Regions from separate parts of the Ovis aries genome. Here all the other regions are linked to region 3. A link is a contact called in public Hi-C data. All regions are on one chromosome and are shown on one strand. The core of a region is the stretch at or near the end of the contact, and the rest is flanking DNA. Distances in the headings are between cores, read along the strand shown.

Region 1 (3,282 bases), core at 620-3,119, 220 kb after region 3:
AGTTTATAGTTTTATCTTTTCTCTGTCAGGATAGAGGAAAAGCTAAAAGTGTAAGCACTGGGAACAGGCAGCCTGGGGTTAAATACTACCTCTGACCAGCTAGGTAATTTGGGGCAAGTAACTAATTTCTCTGAGGTTTTCCTCCTGACTATATATGCCCCACCCCCCATTCATTCACACTGAGGCTGACATCAGAATACCCTTGGTGTGAGGGGCTACCACAGGTCTTGCCTGTTTGAAATCTGATTGAGGTTGAAGATGATACAGCAGGCTGCAAAAGGGGGAGTGAAAGGGGATGATTTTCCACGTTCCCCCTGACTCATAATGAACACTAAATTATGATCCTCCAAAGAGCAGCCGGGGGCCAGAAAAAGTCCAACTTCCTGACCATGGTTTGGGGCAATGAAGGGAAATTGATAGGAATGAACGGAAGCTTCTTAATCACAGTGTGGCCCAAATGCTTGGCTCCCAATAAAGATACTTTGTTTTCCCTGATAGCTCAGCGGTAAAGAATCCGCCTGACAATGTAGCAGACTCGGTTCAATCCCTGGGTCGGGAAGATCCCTTGGAGAAGGAAATGGCAACTCACTGCAATATTCTTGCCTGGGAAATCCCACGGACAGAGGAGCCTGACTGGCTACAATCCATGGGGTTAAAAGAGTCAGAAACCACTTACGGCCTAAATAACAACAAAAGACCTTCACCAACCCTTTAAGTAGACATTTCCTTTGCGAAGCAGGTGGACGGGAAAAGAGCAGCTGTTTCTCGCTCTCCTTTGGCGGTGGGCGGGTGGCCTGGAGGCACGCATTCTCCCAGTGTGCAGAGGTATTTTTACACACCTATCCACAAACACCAGGGGGACTGCTGCCTACAAGCCTCACTTTTCAGCCTAGAGGCCAGGTCTGGGCCTGAACCGTGGTGGTATGGCAAGGGCTTCCCCCTTCTCTGTTCCTTGTTTATAAGATATGAGGAATATGGATGGGGTGAATTTTAAGAGTCCTGGCAGTCCTGACGTACTTTGGTCTGTACCTCTAGAAGGTTCTATTCACTTTCCCTCCGGTCCCATCTAACCAGACGGTTAGGGCGGACTGGCCAAAAATGGCTTACTTTCATCTCTTTTCATTGGCCTGTGTACCGAAGACAAACCTCCCCTCTCACAATTGTGAGTAGGGCTTGCCTCCGTAGCTTTCGAAGCTAAACAGCAGCTGGGGTCCCAGCTGGCAGGTTAGGTCCCGAGGCGTTAAGACTCTGGAACAAAGACAGAGCGGGAGGGAAGGGGCCTTCCCAGAAAGTGCGGGGAGGCGAGCCCTGGGGCTGTTTATGGCTTTACCTCTCCCTAGCGCTGGCTGTCCTCTCCTTCCCACAGTTTTGGGGGGAGGGAAGGAGTCCTGTTTTCCTTAAAGCTGATGACTTCACCTCTTTCCCTTCCTCTTTCAAAGGTTAGGGTCTCTACCCCTTTCCCATCTGCTCCCAACGTTTGAAATCTCCATCCCACTGTTTCCTTTTATTCTTCTTAGGATTGGGGTCTTGACGCCCCTCCCTCTTTTTCCCTCACTTTGAACCTTGCCTCTTTATTCCTTTTTAGGCCTGGCCTCTCCAGCCCCGGGTAGAGGGGTCTGCATACTTCTTTTTTCTCTTCTGAAGGCCACGTCTCCCTCCCCCAACTCTTTCCCGCTCCCCTTCCCCACCCCCTCCCTCCGCCCCGAGGCATTGTGGGAGGAAACAAGATGTGGGGCGAGAGCGGCGCGGGGAGAAGCCCGCAGTGCGGGGCCGGGCGGGCCCAGCCAATGGGGAGCGCGGACGGCGGCGCGCGCGGCGGGGGGGCGGGGGCGGGGCGCTATTTCAGTGGGGATCGCGCGTCGGCAGAGCAGCGGCAGAGCGGAGCGGAGCGGAGCTGCGAGGCGCCAACGCGGAGCAGGCGGGTCGGCGGGCGCGAGGCGGAGCGCGGGCGGCCGGGAAAGCTCTAGGGCGGACGGCGGCGGCGCGAGCGCTCGGTCCGGGCCTGCGGGAGCCGGAGACCGCGGCGGCGGCGGCTGCTGCCGGAGGAGCCGAAGGGACACCGCCCTGCCCGCGCTCTGCCTCAGGCCATCGCTGCTCCCCCGGGGCCCCGCGAGAACTCGCCTCTGTGAAGGTGAGCGGTGGGTGGGGGCGCCCCGGGGCGGTGGCCCGACTCGCTAGGTTCGGCCGCGAGGCCCGCTTCGGCGTGACGCCTCCGGCGCCTCTCCGGCCCAGGGTTGCGCCACCCCGTTACCCTCGCGATCTCGGGGCGCGGCCGGGGCCACCGGCTGCCGATGTGCGGCCTCCAGCCCCCCGGGATCTTCCTGCGCGCACGGAGGCCCTGGGGTCGGGGCCGAGGGAAAGCGGCGGAGCGGGCTCGGGCGTGACGCGGCTCCTCCCGCCGCCACCCTCTGGGGCGTCCTTCCTGCAGCGAGGACGCCCCGTCACTCCGGCGCTGCTCCAGGCCTGGCGGGGGAGGGCGGCCGGCCGGCCGGCCGGGTGGAGGTGGCGGGGAGGATGCTTTCTCATCGCCCAGGTGCCGGCCTTCGGGACTGCAGTCCTCTGGAGGATGGGGTAGTGGAGGGAGACGGCCCCGTGGGGTTCCGAAGGGAGGAAATATAAGCGTAGTGCGTGTTGGGGGCTGGGGAGGGCGGGTCGTGTCGTTCGAAAGCTTGGCCTTTTTGTCGCAAGGCTGGGAATAGAGGAGGGGGAGCTGTCCTGGAGTGCCCTCTTTGCTTTTCAGAGAAGCCCCTGGCTCGTGACTGAGGCAGCTGACCTGGGGCCCTCGGTCATCCTTCAGTGTGGAGGCCCAGGTCCCTAGCTTCCCCCCCGCCCCTCGGGGGGAGGGGCTACGTTGGCCCCTCCCTTCCCTTTTTCTCCCTGGCACCTTGGACAGGGGAGGCTGGGGCTAGGCCTCACCTCTCTGACGCCTGGGGGGCCAGGGGTAAAGAATCGTGGCATTGTAGTCACAAGACCAACATTATGTAACTGCAGGCTCTCCTGGAGGGTAAGGTAGCTTTTAATCACTGTGACAAAGTTGTTCCTTTGGACTTTTGAGGATGAGGCAGTGGAGCAGGTTAGCTTGCTGGGAAAAGGGATGCTGATTTCATACTTTAACCGGGCCGCACTCCCACCCTTGGATTTGTAAACAGTGCCCCCTTCTGAGTGGTAACCTGGGATAGGCCACCAGGTGACACTAGTTTTCGTCACACTTAATGAGCCTTAGAATATTCTGTGTTGCTGTTGTACCTTTGCTCAAACCCATTGAAGGTGCCACATTTATTT
Region 2 (3,399 bases), core at 94-2,593, 150 kb after region 3:
AAACATCAGCATAACATACATCACCTGCTTCACGCATGTGATCCTTTAAATCCTGCCAGCTTCCACTTGGAGGCAGTCCTGAAAAAGAGTTTTTTTCAACAATTATCCTAGTATTTCACATTAAAGTTAAAATTTACATTAGAACCAAGACTACTTTAAAATTAATGATTAGTTTTAACATCCTAGGTTAATGATTCAAAATTCTAGAATTAAAAGCCCCAAATTATTTACAAAGTAATGATCTTCATATTCTAGACACTGCAATCTAATTCGTTAAATCTCAAATACAGTAATTCCTGGTTACTAAATTCATCCATGCGACTGAAATAATTTAAAGACCTACCATGAAAGCTAGCATTTGTCAAACTACGCATGCAAGGAAAACTTTAAAGTGTAGGATCTGTCCAAAAGTGACATCGACCCGCGCGGAACGGTCAACTTACCAGAGACAACCACTCTGTTTTCAGAACGCCTGGATGGGGGGCCATAGCGGCCCCGGGGAGCCCCGCCACCTCCACCCCCGCCGCCGCCTCGGCCTGTACCACGGCCACTTCGAGGAAACTCCACCCGCAGACGATATCCATCGTAATCATAGCCGTCGCGACCGTACACCGCGTCTTCCGCATCCCTGCGTGATTACAGAAAGCCGAAGGGTAAGAAAAAGGGCCGGGAGGGGTGGCCACCTCCGTCGGGGAGCCAGCAGCGCCCCGCACATGCGCACCCGGGGTGGAAGAGCCCACATGCGCCGCATAATAGGGACGGCCCCTCCCCCACCCAGAAGCACGCCAGGCTCCCGACCACTACAGCAGCCCTCAGCGCCTCAGTTTCCCGCTCCGAGCCCGCGAGCCGGCTCCGGAGACGCCCGGGGGACCCAGTCACCAGGGAAGCCTCACCGACTCGGCTCCTCACTTCACTCGTGCGCGGCCGACTCGTCTTGCTCCCAACCTCAGAGCCCACGTCCCCATTCTCTCTAAGGCCTTGGAGCACTCCCCAACTACTCCAACCTATATCCTCAAGGCCGCAAGTCCCTGGCCGCCTCACCGCGGGTCCTCGAACTCAACGAAGGCGAAGGGCGGTCCTCCGCGGCGATTCTTCAGGTCGATGTCGCGGATAGCACCGTATTTGTAGAACACGTCCTCAATGTCCTTGGTTCGGATGTCTGGAGGTAAGTTCCCTACGTAGATGCGGCAGTCGTTGTTCCCTGCCGGGCCACGAATCACACCACCTCCCGACATGGCGGCGACGAAAAGCGCGGACTCGAGAACAGGCCTTCCCACCAAGCCTAGCGAACGGCAGAGCGAGCCCGCCGCGACACCACGTCTCCCGCGGCCCCTCCAAAATGGCGCCTTTATCAGCTCGGCGCACGGATATGGGGGGGAGGGAAGAAGAGAAGCGGGAGGAAGCAGCTATTCGATCTCACTGCGCACGCGCAAGAGCGTAACGGGTGTGCAGCGAAAGGGACGCTGGCGCACGCGCGACGTCACCCTCCGCGCGAAGGGAAAAAAGTTCCCGCGTTCCCGTGGTGCCGAGAGCTTTGCAAAGGAAGTGACCGGCCCTGTGGTAAAGATTTAGGGCAGAGCCCTTGTAAAAGAGGGTTATTAATCTTGTCGAGTCCTAAAGAATAATCAGTTTCCCCAGGAATAAGTCTCTTAAAGCAAAGGCGCTTTGGAAGGATTTAGTGAAACCTAGCCTATAGCTTTATCCCACAATGCTCTGCGGGGTTAACGGCCTTGGGCGGGAAAGACGCCCCCGGGGGCGGAGTCAATGGGGGAGGGACTGGGCGGTTGCTCCGGAAACGGGCGCGTCTTAGGAGACTGCGCCCAGTCCGGGAGTCGGCGTTGTCTGTGATTCTGTGCAGAGGCAAGCCATCACTGTGTTTCCGCCTCGTCTCCTGTGAACCTGTGCGCTGCCTAGACGACTGTGTAATATAGGGGAGCCGAGCTTAGATTCCTTAGATTCTACATCAAGTACCGTTCTACCTTCGGTTCAGCACCAAGCTTTGTATATATTTAATAACTACATTCAACACTGCTTGTGTTTGTTAGTGGCGGCGATTCCTGCTCTGACCAATCGTTGGTGGTACCAACCGGGACCCAGATCTCTCTCTTTTTTCATCGCCTATTACTAGGCCCAACGCAGCGGAAAGGTGCATTGAAGGCTGCAGAATGAATGGTGCCTGTTACTTCTCCATCCTTTTTCAAAGAACGAGAAAAAACACACGCGCCTGCGTGTGTGTATGCAGAATCCTGAAGTTCCTTGTTTTGAACTCATTAGCAGGCCTCTCAAGTAATATAAATGAGCCCAATGAACTTGTGAGAACTGCTGTGGCCGCTGGAGACCACAGTTGCTGCTCAAGACTGATCTGCTAGTCAGGTCCAGGGAGATTAGAACTTCTACATTTTTTCCTATAGAGATATCTATTTGAAATCTGGTTTTTTATATGAAATGCTGGAACTTTACATTATTAGTGATGAATTCAAATTAAAACAACAAACCTGCAGTCATAAATATGCTAAAACAGCTAGCTCTGCACCCTAAGGGTAAGGATGATTTTCTTCAGTTTATGTATGTATTTGTAATAGTCCCTCTCCTCAGGGCTGTAAGGCAGTTTTATAAAGATACTATAAAACGTTATTAAAACTAGGTGGAGAAATCTAGGTGCCTTTGAAATTAAAAAGAAAAAAGATGACATGCTTTCAGTTCTATAAGTTGATTGAATATATTCTAGTAAATGTTTCTCAGTAATCCCAAAATACAGATTTACTTTGCTCCAGATCCATGGAGGAGCTTTGGTAGTTCTTAAAATCTCTGTGATAGTTGACAAAATTTTGTATGTGTACTTTTTTGTCCTTTAAATCATCCTTCATTGACATATTTTATCTATTGCCTTTTTATTTTTTAAATACTTATCTATTTTTAGTTGGTTGATGATTGGTTTATAATATTGGTTTGATTTCTGTCTTACATCTACATGACTTCAGTTCAGTCGCTCAGTTGTGTCTGACTCTTTGCGACCCCATGAATCGCAGGACGCCAGGCCTCCCTGTCCATCACCAACTCCTGGAGTTCACTCAGACTCATGCATGTCCATTGAGTCAGTGATGCCATCCAGCCATCTCATCCTCTGTCGTCCCCTTCTCCTCCTGCCCCCAATCCCTCCCAGCATCAGAGTCTTCTCCAATGAGTCAACTCTTCACATGAGGTGGCCAAAGTACTGGAGTTTCAGCTTTAGCATCATTCCTTCCAAAAGAAATCCCAGGGCTGATCTTTAGAATGGATTGGTTGGATCTCCTTGCAGTCCACGGGAGGTTTAAGAGTCTTCTCTAATACCACAGTTCAAAAGCATCAATTCTTTGGCGCTCAGCCTTCTTCACAGTCCAACTCTCAAATCCATACATG
Region 3 (3,534 bases), core at 856-3,355:
AGCCTGGCGGGCTACTGTCCATGGGATCGCAGAGTCAGACGCAACTGGGCAAGCACACATTCCCTTTGATACACCTGAAATTTATTTTGTTGTAAGTCCTTAAAATATCAAAAACAGCAAAACAAACCAAAAAAGCCAAAAAGGATAAAGGTTCAAAAAACTATTTAAGTCCACAGTGTTATAATCTGGGCATTACGAGTAACAAAAGAGAACGCAGTAAAATATTCCATTCTTCAATGACCACCACCCAGTTCCACTGCCACGTACACAGCAGAAGCACAAACGATGTTAACATACAAATAACCCTGAGAGCATCCCGACCAAGTGAATGGAATGGGCCTGAGCAGAAAGTACTGGAAAAACATTTAATGTCCTAAAGATCTCTGAAAATTTCCAAATAGAGCCAGAACATACTTGTTCTCCTACCTCAGAGGTGTGTTGGGCAAGGGGGGCAGTATGGTGTTCCTCGAGTGAAAGGTGGGTGCCTGGACCTCAATAAAGAATATGATGACTTTCTAAGTTTTTTTCTTATTCAGGAATTGGGGCAAGAATAAGGGATATGTATTCATTTCAATTAGACACAGTCTCTGATCCTAACATTCCAGATGTTAAAAACTGACATCAGTATTTAAGGGAAAGAGATTTGTCCTGTGAATTCCCAGTCAAGTTGACCTCCTTGAGCCTCACAGTTCTCATGACTAAAACGGAGAGGATACCTATCTTGCAGGGTTAGAGTAAGACCTAAATGAAGTAATGTTTGTTAGGGACTTAACACAGTGCCAGCGACCAAACAGATGCCCAGAAACAGGTAACTAGAACTGCGATGGCTGGCCAGCTGCTGGGCACCAGGTTCTACTCCGAACTTCTGCTTCTCTGTCCTGGGGGAGGGGCACTGATTCCCTAATCCGGCCAGATGGACAAGACCACCTACACAGGGCAAGCCCTTACTCAATTCCTATTTAAGTGGCCAGTCTGCTGGCTAAACCTTTCCTTCTGAAGTTGGGCCGCCTCTGGCCCACCGCATGGGCTCCACACTCACGCTCTAATCTGATCCTCGTGGTAAAAGATGTCCTGGGTAGGAGATTTAGCTTTGCCATATCGCAAGCGAGGCCTTCGGAAGACTGGCTCCCGCAGTGGAGGGAAGGCGTTATATATGTCAAACCAAAGGGGTTTCTCCTTCAGCACCCCAGCCCGAATCAGGTCTCGCGTCCTGAAGGAAGGGTAAAGAACAAAGGTCAGTAAGTGACAACAGCCTGTCTGAGCCCCTGATGCAGCCTGAGACACTGGCAGGGTCGCGGAGTCCAGAAGACAACCGGAAGGAGGGCAGGTAGGGGGTCCTCTACCCGCTAAATGGTAGAATGTTTCCAAGCTCCAAACCAACCGAACAGTGCTCAGGGTTAATCCACCTTCTCATGTGCGTTCCACTCCTCTCGCCTCACCCACGTCCCATCAAGGAAAATGCAAAGACTGTTCTGGCCAGGCCCAACAGCCCCATCCTCCCTTACTTCTCCCAGAGACCTACACTTGGAGCTCGGCTGGTAAAGAATCCGCCTGCAATGCAGGAGACCCCGGTTCAATTCGTGGGTCGGGAACATCCCCTAGAGAAGGGATAGGCTACTCATTCCAGTATTCTTGGGTTTCCCTGGTGGTTCCGATGGTAAAGAATCGCCTGCAATGCGGGAGACCCAGGTTTGATCCCTGGGTTGGGAAGACCCCCTGCAGAAGGGAAAGGCTACGCAACGCACTCCAGTATTCTGGCCTGGAGAATTCCATGGACTGTGTAGTCCAAGGGGTCGCAGAGTCGGACACGACTGAGCGACTTTCACTTCATTTTCCACTTGGAGAGCGGAAAGGTGCGATCTTGAACGTGCGAGCTAAGAAATTCGAGGGGTGACGCAGCCAAGCACAATTTTTCAGAAGCAGGACAAAGCACGAGAGGGGCCTGGCCAGGATCAGACCCACCCAAGAAAGGGCGTAAAAGGGGGAGACGCCCTCGCGCCGTCGGCACACCCCCGGCTCCGAGCACGCACCGCGTGAAAACGCTCCCCACGGTTTCCAGCCTACTCCCCGCCATGCCCGGGGCCTTGGATCCCGCGCTGTCCCTGTACCGGAACCGGAAGCGCCTGCGGCAGGTAAAGTGGGAGAAAGTCGCGGGCCGAGCCACCGATCGCAGTGCCCGGGTTGCGGCTTCAACGGGAGGGCGGGGCCAGGCAGAAGCAAAGGATGGCCGAATCTCCGCACCCTCGGCTACTCGCCAGGCTCAGACAGGAGCACTCGATAGCCGAGCCGCCAGGGCGGGAGAGAGCCACAGCCGGGCAAAAGCAATACATGACCGATCCAGGGGAGGGGTTAATTGTCGCTTTACCCTTTCTGGCCACCGCTGCCTTCAAGGAACGAGGGAAGATGATGGGGAGGGAGTAGGGAGAGGCAGCCTAGGTCCTGAGGGAGCCAACAAGGCCAGGAATTCATAAGGCAGAGATCAGAGATCACCAGCTCTAGGCTCCGTCTGCGACTCATTTTGGTTGGAGTCACATGTGGTGACCCAAGGACGGAAGAGCAGATAACCAAGGAGGGTCTTGGAACGCAGGAACGGAAAAACCAGACCCTCATCGTCCTCCCCTCGCCCACGGTGTAACTATTAATGGAACAGTATAACCTGTCTCGCCTCCTGCCCCGTAGGGGGGAGGCATTTGCCCTACTCTTTCCCCCATCCAGTATAGGAGCCTCATCCAATCAGCAAATGACCCGCAAGACCCCTATCGCACTCCTTGTACCCTGGCTATAAAAGTGGACTAAGGACCCCCCTGAACTGAACTGAAGGACCCCCCTCCCCATTCAAGGTCGGTTCTCCCTTGAATTGGCTCGCCGTTCTAACAGCATCTCCCACTCTAATAAGCTTTATTCTTCTTTCATTCTGTCTAATGTCTGGAAATTCTTTTCCAACCCGCGCCACGATATCACGGTCTACGCAGAAGGAAACCGAGCCCCGTGGAGGGACGTCACCAGACCAGGGTCACTCTGGAGCCCAAGCCTCCTTCCTGCATCTCCTGCCCTTAAGCGCTCCCCACTAAACCCTTTGGCCCTGAAGCGCCACCTGCATCCGGTCGCTGCAGACAGCTAGTGTCTTCTCCCCCTGGAGGCGTCGCTAGCTAGCTGCTCCTTGGAGCTTGAAAAGTGAAAGTGTCCGGAACAAACAAATTCCGAGAAGGAAACTCAAAAATCTGGGGGAAATACACTCTCAGGATAACCTTTTAGCCCAATAATCATACTTTGCGTAAAGTATCCTGTAGAAATTAAAGCACAGTTTCACAAGGATATTTGTGCAAGGACCGTCGCTGCAGCATTGTTTGTAATGCAGCCTCCCATCCATCGAATGGGAAATGGCTGGAAAACTATGCTTCATATAATCTGTGGAGTCTTATGCAGCTATTAACACCAACGAGCTAGACCCACATGTATTGCCGTAGACGAATGCCCGTGACTTACTGTAAAATGAAAAAGGAACTCGCAGAGAAGCCTCTTTAACCTGCTACA

The links. A called contact is a pair of places that touch in the nucleus more often than the background predicts.
Region 1: a contact with region 3 is called in a Hi-C map of hypothalamus, with 3 times the contacts expected there. The contact joins the promoter of DYNLL2 here to the promoter of MRPS23 in region 3. A contact is called at or near these places in 4 of 16 Hi-C or Micro-C datasets (blood, hypothalamus, omental adipose tissue and 1 more).
Region 2: a Hi-C map of blood shows a contact between it and region 3, with 2.9 times the contacts expected there. The contact joins the promoter of SRSF1 here to the promoter of MRPS23 in region 3. A contact is called at or near these places in 11 of 16 Hi-C or Micro-C datasets (blood, hypothalamus, liver and 5 more).

Annotation. Positions count from the first base shown.
Region 1 is chr11:8,574,064-8,577,345 of ARS-UI_Ramb_v3.0, forward strand. DYNLL2 (dynein light chain LC8-type 2) reads left to right here and starts at 1,870. Exons shown (of 3, transcript XM_015098451.4): 1 at 1,870-2,131.
Region 2 is chr11:8,496,702-8,500,100 of ARS-UI_Ramb_v3.0, forward strand. It overlaps SRSF1 (serine and arginine rich splicing factor 1), which reads right to left and starts at 1,344. Exons shown (of 5, transcript XR_003590770.3): 1 at 1,042-1,344; 2 at 444-628; 3 at 1-78.
Region 3 is chr11:8,349,072-8,352,605 of ARS-UI_Ramb_v3.0, forward strand. It overlaps MRPS23 (mitochondrial ribosomal protein S23), which reads right to left and starts at 2,106. Exons shown (of 5, transcript XM_004012388.5): 1 at 2,031-2,106; 2 at 1,040-1,210. The coding sequence starts at 2,074.